2 separate regions of the Rattus norvegicus genome follow, and region 1 is linked to region 2. Evidence: chromatin contacts called from public Hi-C data. All regions are on one chromosome and are shown on one strand. The core of a region is the stretch at or near the end of the contact, and the rest is flanking DNA. Distances in the headings are between cores, read along the strand shown. Region 1 holds the start of Fjx1 (four-jointed box kinase 1). Region 2 holds the start of Commd9 (COMM domain containing 9).

Region 1 (4,033 bases), core at 1,204-3,703, 600 kb before region 2:
ACTCCTCTGCTTTTCTGCATTTTGGCTGTTAAACCTTTTATTCATACATCTCATCCAGGTAAAGAGTGTACTCAGGCCTGGGGCTAAGTCAGGTCCTGGGGCTCAAACGTAAAGTCCACTCATCGTCTGAGATATGGGATCTTAGCCTGGTTCTGCAAGCCTCCCTTTCATCAGTACCCTTAGCACGACTGTGAGAGTCTGGAATTTGGGGTGACTGGTTTTAAAGTCTGCTTTCCCAGACTAATAATCTTGCTTTCCTCACATTCATTGTGCAAAGGCCTCAACAATAATTTTCCCTTTTAAGAACTTGAGAAAAATGGTTTTATGTATCCTGTAGCAGCGAGATATTTAAACAAACAAGCTTGACAATGCTACTTGAAAAGTTTCATCTCAATTCCAGATTGTTGCTGAATACTCACTCAGTGCCAGGCTTTGGGCAAGAGAACTCCCCATGCAGTGTACCATGATGAATCACTGGGAGCTACACACTCATAGATTCTGCTAAGAGCCAAAAACACGGAGCCACCAAGCACTTCAAATTGCCCCATTGCCCTCAGGACATAACTTGGCCCAGGGTGGCATTCTGAGTTTAACTAAATCACCACTGTGAAATGTAGTTCTTTAATTAGAGGACATTCTGATTGTGCCCACAAGGTGGCGATCTTGCTTACATTTTGCCCACAATGAACCCAATACAGGAAAGAAAAAAAAAGTTAAACCAAAAGCAAAAATAAAAATCAATGAATTCGGTGCTTATTTCATGTAATATACTATATTAGCTGGTAAATGAAATAAAAATTGATAAGAGACAGCCCCTGCTCTCTAGGGAAAGACCAGGGGGAAGCTTGCACAAGGCGAGAAAAAAATACCTTTTTAATGAATTAATATATTGTACTGGATCCATATGGGAGGCACTGTAATCCTTTTATCAGATCTGAGCTATAAAAAGCCCATGGTTGGGAACACATTCAAGAAAGACCCCACACTTCACGCAGCACACAGAGCACCCGTGGGGAAGAAACCCATGAAGGTGTATGTGTTGGGTCAGGGCTGGGCCAGCTATGTTTTAGAGGGTTAATGTTTCTACTCTGTTAGAAACATTACATTGTCTACCCTATAACTCCAGGATAAATATACACAGTATGGCAGCTGAAACCTCTCATGTGTACTGAGTAGAGGGATATAAGGAGAGGAAAAGACCCACAATGTGAAAGAAGCCGATTTTAAGCTCTGGCTATAGGGCTGTGGGAGTAGCCTTTAGAGAACCTGGGAGTATGCACAGGTCCTGGGACAGTTCCCTGGCGTGCCAGATCTGGCTCTCGGGACAACTGAACCCTCACAGCCCTGAACTTATGACTAAGAATCTCTGATTTTGGATATGGGATACAAGAAAGGAAAGAAAAGAGCTAGTTTGTTTGCCAGTGACTTTTCTGGTAGATTAAACCAAGAAAGTCTGGAGGAAGATGCATCGGTTTTTATGTTGTGTTGGTTTGGTTTTTCTTCACTGTCCCCTTCCCACTTTTTCTCCTTTACACTAAACTAGTAAAAACGATTGTTGTTTATTTTCCCTTGTTTGGGTGAAAATTATAATTGGGGAAAAGGTGACTAAATGACAACTAAAAAACAAGTTGAGAATGTTGGCAATAAATGTTTATATCTGTCTTTATATCGCTATTCCTACATATTGAACATTCTTTAAAAAGGGAAAACCAAGTGGCATGAGACCAGGAGACCTGACTTGAATATCCAACTTGCACAGCATCCCTAAGAAAAGTCACAAAAGTCAACCACATGGCTCTCAAGACTGCAATGATCCATACTGGAGAGCTTGCTCTGGAGAGGGGTTGTGGGTTCAAAGTCATTGATGGTTCCTCTCCCCTCTGGAGTCACATCCTCTAGGGCTCCGGACATTCCCGAGAATTTACATAAGCCAGCGTGAATCACAGCAAGTGAAGTTGCAAAAGGACCCACCCTGACCCTTTCCTGTACTGCGGTGGAAGTCTGCCTGAAGTTTTCGGATCAGACACAGTCCAAACGAGGGTACTAGGGGATCATCCCACTCCCACAAGAGCACCGGACACGCCGCTACCGCCAAGCCCTATATTTGGTCTCTGCCCCTCCTCGGCCCCCTCCCGCTCCGACGCCCCCGCATGGACGCCGCCAGTCCGGCTTCCTCCCTGTCCCGAAGTCCGGGACAGAGAGTGGGGCCACCTTTCGCTCCTGGAAGGATCGGTTGCCGCTTTAAGGGGAAGAGGAAGGGAAGGGGCGGGGGAGTGGGGGCGGGGAGAGGAGGCAGAGGAGGGGGAGGGGGATCCCCCTTGCTCCCACGTGGTCCGGGCGCCTGTGAATCGCGCCCGCCGGAGGGTCTCACAGCGAAATACAAAAGCAGCTGGGAAGCCACGGCGAGGCGAGTTCCCAGCGCCGGGGCAGAGCGCTGGTCAGAGCCCCGCAGCGCTCCGCGGCCGCGATGGGGCTCCGGCACCCGAAGCCCGGGAGCCAGCCAGCAGCCGGGCCCGCCTCGCCGCCCGCACCCGGGCGCCCGGGCTTGGCTTGAAGCGGCGGCGGTGGCACCGGCGCGCCGGCAGGAGCATGGGGCGGAAGATGCGGGGCGCCGCCGCCGCGGGGCTCTGGCTGCTGGCTTTGGGCTCGCTGCTAACGCTGTGGGGAGGGCTCCTGCCACCACGGACCGAGCTGCCAGCCTCCCGGCCGCCGGAAGATCGACTCCCTCGGCATCCGATCCAGAGTGGCGGCCCCGCGCCCGAGCCGCGATTCCCTCTGCCCCCGCCCCTAGTGTGGGACGCCCGCGGCGGCTCCCTGAAAACTTTCCGGGCGCTGCTCACCCTGGCGGCCGGCGCGGATAACCCGCCTGGGAGGCACCCGGACGATCGCGGGCGGCACGTGCCCTCCGGGCTGTCCTGGCCAGCGGAGCACACGGCAGTGCACGGGGGCGTGTTTTGGAGCCGCGGCCTGGAGGAGCAGGTGCCCCGGGGCTTTTCCGAAGCCCAAGCAGCAGCTTGGCTGGAGGTGGCACGGGGAGCTCGGGTGGTGGCTCTGGATCGCGGGGGCTGTGGACGCAGTTCCAACCGCCTAGCCCGCTTTGCCGACGGCACCCGTGCCTGTGTACGCTACGGCATCAACCCAGAGCAGATACAGGGCGAGGCCCTGTCCTACTACCTTGCGCGCCTGCTGGGCCTCCAGCGCCACGTGCCGCCGCTGGCACTGGCTCGGGTGGAGGCTCGGGGCGCGCAGTGGGTGCAGGTGCAGGAGGAGCTGCGCACGGCGCACTGGACCGAGGGCAGCGTGGTGAGCCTGACGCGCTGGCTGCCTAACCTCACCGACGTGGTGGTGCCCGAGCCCTGGCGATCAGAGGACGGCCGTCTGCGGCCCCTGCGCGACGCCGGGGGCGAGCTGACCAACCTCAGCCAGGCGGAGCTGGTGGACCTGGTACAATGGACCGATCTGATCCTCTTCGATTACCTGACAGCCAACTTCGACCGGCTTGTAAGCAACCTCTTCAGCTTACAGTGGGACCCACGCGTTATGCACCGCGCTACAAGCAACCTGCACCGAGGACCAGGAGGGGCGTTGGTCTTTCTGGACAATGAGGCGGGCCTGGTGCACGGGTACCGGGTAGCCGGCATGTGGGACAAGTATAACGAACCGCTGCTACAGTCGGTGTGTGTATTCCGAGAGCGGACTGCTAGGCGCGTCTTGGAGCTGCACCGGGGTCAGGACGCGGCAGCCCGGCTCCTGCGCCTCTACAGTCGCCACGAACCGCGTTTCCCAGAGCTGGCGGAGCTCGCAGACCCCCACGCTCAGCTGCTACAGCGCCGCCTTGACTTCCTCGCCAAACACATTTTGCACTGTAAGGCCAAGTACGGCCGCCGACCCGGGGACTTAATAACACTCCGAGGAAGAGAGGGACTGGGTTATGAATGATGCGGGTTAGGGCTGTCTTCTCTGCCACGGGCTATGACCAACCGGCCAACGCCCACCCAGTGGTCTGAATACCAAGCTGTCTAAAAACTTGTGT
Region 2 (4,022 bases), core at 592-3,091:
AGAACATACTTCAGAGTACTTCAGAGCAATGAAAAGGAAGCAATTGTGGATACGCACGATCCATATGATTCTCTAGAGAAGTGGTTTCTCAGCCTTCCTAATACTGCGACTCTTTAATACAGTTCCTCATGTTGTGGAGACCCCAACCATATCATTATTTTATTGCTACTTCATAGTAAATTTGCTACTGTTATAAATTGTGATGTAAATGTCTGATATTGCAGGATAACTGACATGCAACCACAAAGGGGTTGCGACCCACAGCCTGAGAACCACCGCTCTAGAGAATGAGGTTTAGTGAGGAAAACCAACCCACAAACGTCACCTACAGCAAGATTTACAAAGCTCTGGAAATGAAAACTCATGACAGAAGAATGCTGAAGTGTCAAGGAGGTCTGGAGGCTGACTGCAAATGAGCTCGGCTGCAAGACGTCAACTCAGGGGGTCTTACCCTGATAGACATGTCCTGGAGCTTGACTGGATCAATGTAAATACCCCAACTGTGATACTGTTCAGTAGACTTTCAGGAAGTTACCATTGGGCGACATGGGGCAAAAGGTAAACGGCATCTCTCTGCGCTATTTCTCACAACTACAGGAAACATTCTAGTTAGCTTTCAATAAAGCTTATTTAAACAATAGCGCAATGAAAGTGAGGTACAGCTACAGTCATGACTGGAAGCCAGGCGTGAACAAGGATATGAAGTGTTCCATTTTTGTGGAGGTCAGGAATTGAGTATTATACCGTGTCCAAAGCAATACAGTGATGGAAAGGCCCGTGGAGAAGTAACCATGGAGCTGCTGGGGGTACTGGTGTCTCAGTTTGTGATCTGGTGTTGGCTACGTGAGTGTGCAGTCACCCAGAGAAGCACTCATGATTTCTGCTTTCTCAGTATTTATGTTATATATTATGTTTTTGAAGGGCTTATCAAAGAAAACAAAATGTCCCAAGACAAGCAGGCATGGAGAAGGAACAACTCAAATCAACCACAATGAAGGGGGAAACTGATAATGAAAACTCTTGGTTTCTAGTCACAGTTCTGTTACACTAAGACACTTCATAGCTATTTCCTCAGCACATACTGGGTGCCAGGTGTTCTTGTTGGCACACTCGTGTGAACAACGAAGTCAAAGCGTTCAGGAGTGGACTGAGCAAACGCATACTAGAGAGATGTAGACTGGAGAGGGCATTATAGGTGTGGCTGATAATGATAGTGTCACGAGGATAATTTCTGATCGTCAACTGGAGAGGAAAGAAGAAAGGAAAACACAAAGAAACAGAAGTCAGGTTCCTCAGAAGAGAATACAAAGAGATCCATGGTGTTAGCTAGTAATAAGTTTTAAGAGGGAAAGCAAAGCCACCCTTCTACGGAGTAACTCAAACTTTACGACGTCCCTATAAGTACTAGAGTGACAAGAGGTAGAGAATTTCCTGGTAAAGCGTGCGTAAGCTGGAATTAAATAGGGAACTGGTGGCTGTCACCCAAATGCTCCAATCCGAAAAAACACTCCTGGTCACTAATTCTTGGGTGCATTTACATCGACTATCTGATTTTTACTTCCACCTTAATATCAGGGCGTGATTAATTTTGTTGCTCCAGCTTAAAAGCTCAGAAAGGCTGTGCGATTTTCTCAGGGTCACACAGACAAGCACTGGCGCGCGGGAAATAGGGTGGGAGTGGAACAGTGTTCCATGCCAGGGCCTGTTTGCTCCCAATTCTTGTTTTGCACCAAGTCCCAGATACTAAAGCTGTCGCTGCACGCATCCCCACCCCTTCAAGATACCTTCAGCAGGCTCTGGAGCGCCACGAAATGCTCTGATGTCAAGGCCGCCATCTTTCGGGAGTCATGTGATAGCAGGAGCAAGCGGAGCGTGCCGCGTGACCCCTAGCAGGACATTCTGGGAGTTGTAGTTCTTCACTGTGGCTGGCGGGAATGGCGAAGGAGTATTAGGGTATGCAGAGAACCAGGAAGTCTCACTCCTGCATAGCTAAACTCAAAGACCAGAGTGCCAAGATGCCGGGAGAACTCAGATATAGGATGATTTCCAGAGAACAACTTGCTGGACTGCCTAGGTCAGGGAAACTGGTTTTGCCTTTGCCCTTCTGGGTGGGCTCGTTGATCTAGGGAATGCACCTGCAGGCTTGGCAGGCACCTTGGCAACTTAGATGCCCAGAAGTGATAGGCCTACTCACCATCTGGATTTAAATGAAGCTGTGCCTATTTGAATTCTTGGAATTCACACACACACATGTATGCTCACATGCCTGCAGTACACCCTAAAAACCACAATGCTTCAAGGCTTATAGTTTCTTTTCTGTTCGTGGAGAAGTAGGGGCTTGCCATTATAACTAGCCTTATCCAGACAGTCAAGCTATGTCACTTAGGGTTCTTAGTAACTTCCCCATGGTCCCAGAGAGATCCGGTTTGAAGAGCAGCTGATTAGGAAAGGGGTTAGAAAGGAGGAGGGCATGTGAAGATTTTACCTATCTCAGCACTGTGCACCTTGGTCTGCACTTTTTCTCTTGAGTCTCTTGCTCTGGGAATCAGTGTCAAGGGTCACATAGTAAGGAAGTGAAGCCTGCCAACAGCTCCTTCCTCAGAGGCAGACCTTCTGGCCTTCAGAGAGTCTGAAATTGGCAGTGACTGGGTCAAAGGCTTAACTGAAACCTTGCAACTGCAAGATGGGCAGTGACTCCCAACTTCGAGAACAGGCTTCCAGAACTAAGAAAGAAACAGAAACCTGTGGAGGAAGGAGCCGGGCTTTCCGAGCTACCTGACTTTAAAGACATGATTCTTCCTTGAATAAACACAACCTGATGGAGGGTTACCAGCGAAAGGTGGATGTGCTAAGGGTATAGGCCAGCCTGATGCATGCTGTTCCGTGAGGGCAGCTTCAGTAGCTGCTGCAAATATTACCTCAGATTTCTCCACCACCAGTGCTCCAGATGTTGCTAACTAAACTTACAACCATTAGTCAGAGAACTGTAAGTGCTCAGAGCTTGACTGGAGATACGTGGACTGCGCGAGATATCAACCTGATAAAGGTCAACAAAAATGCTTCCAAATGTTCTAAACTTGGAAGCTGAGCAGCTGTGTAGGAACAAGGGGAGGCATGCTTGTTATAGACCTACCAACACACCAAACTTAAAGTTTACTTTGAGTAGATTCATTTGTTTCATTTACTCATTTCAGTGAAAAGTGGATCTTGACAGAGTTTTTTATTCATAGATACACTTACATTGTTAAACTCTCATGGGCTTCAATTATTTCTTAAGGCAAGCAATCAAAATGTAAGAACAGCAGAGCACATTTCCTTCTGGTTTCCTCTCTGTTGCTGTGATTGTTACCCCAACAGAAAACGATACAGGGGGAAAGGGTTCCAAATACCAGTCTGTCCTCGAGGCAGAAGCTTGAGACTGTGGTCACACCACAGGCCCAGTCAGGAGCAGGGAGAAAACCAAACACACCCATTGCCACTAGCTTGGTGCCTACGCTTAGCTAGACTTCTTCACTCTTACACATAGCAGTGCTGGGCCCAGGAAATGGTGCTGCCCACATTCAGAGTGGGTCTTTCCATCTCAATCGACATCCAAGACAATCTCCTAGAGATTCACACACAGGCCCGGCCTGTAATCCCTCCGTTGAGACTCCCATCTCACATGGTTTTAGATTGCAGCACCTTGACATCTGAAAACCAACCATCACAATTACTTAGGTTTGAAACACCCCCACTGATCAGTTTCAAAAGATTGGGGTGGGGACTCATAGGAAGTGTGGAAGCTAGCCACAGAATACTGTAAGTCAGAAAATCGGATAGGAGCTTGGTGTCTGTGAAAACCAAGCATTGTGGAAAGATGACCACGGTTCTCTCTGACTCTAAAGGTGATAAGGGAAGGGGAGAGGGACACTGGAGATTTAGCATGTATTGGAAATGACTTGTAAGCAGTAGATCATTTTGGGGTGATGACCCATGCTTCCCCCTATAGAAACCGTGAACTAAGTGTGCTTGGGTCTTGTCCA

The links. Hi-C and Micro-C count contacts between places; a contact is called where the count stands out from the background.
Region 1: a contact with region 2 is called in a Hi-C map of the A7r5 cell line, with 4 times the contacts expected there. The contact joins the promoter of Fjx1 here to the promoter of Commd9 in region 2. A contact is called at or near these places in 11 of 12 Hi-C or Micro-C datasets (the A7r5 cell line, Schwann cells, frontal cortex and 6 more) and 1 of 1 datasets of contacts at active chromatin or transcription factors (oligodendrocytes).

The regions. Positions count from the first base shown.
Region 1 is chr3:109,229,744-109,233,776 of GRCr8, reverse strand. It overlaps Fjx1 (four-jointed box kinase 1), which reads left to right and starts at 2,453. Exons shown (of 1, transcript NM_001108955.1): 1 at 2,453-4,033. The coding sequence starts at 2,590. The coding sequence ends at 3,939.
Region 2 is chr3:108,628,812-108,632,833 of GRCr8, reverse strand. It overlaps Commd9 (COMM domain containing 9), which reads right to left and starts at 1,841. Exons shown (of 6, transcript NM_001033692.1): 1 at 1,785-1,841. The coding sequence starts at 1,835.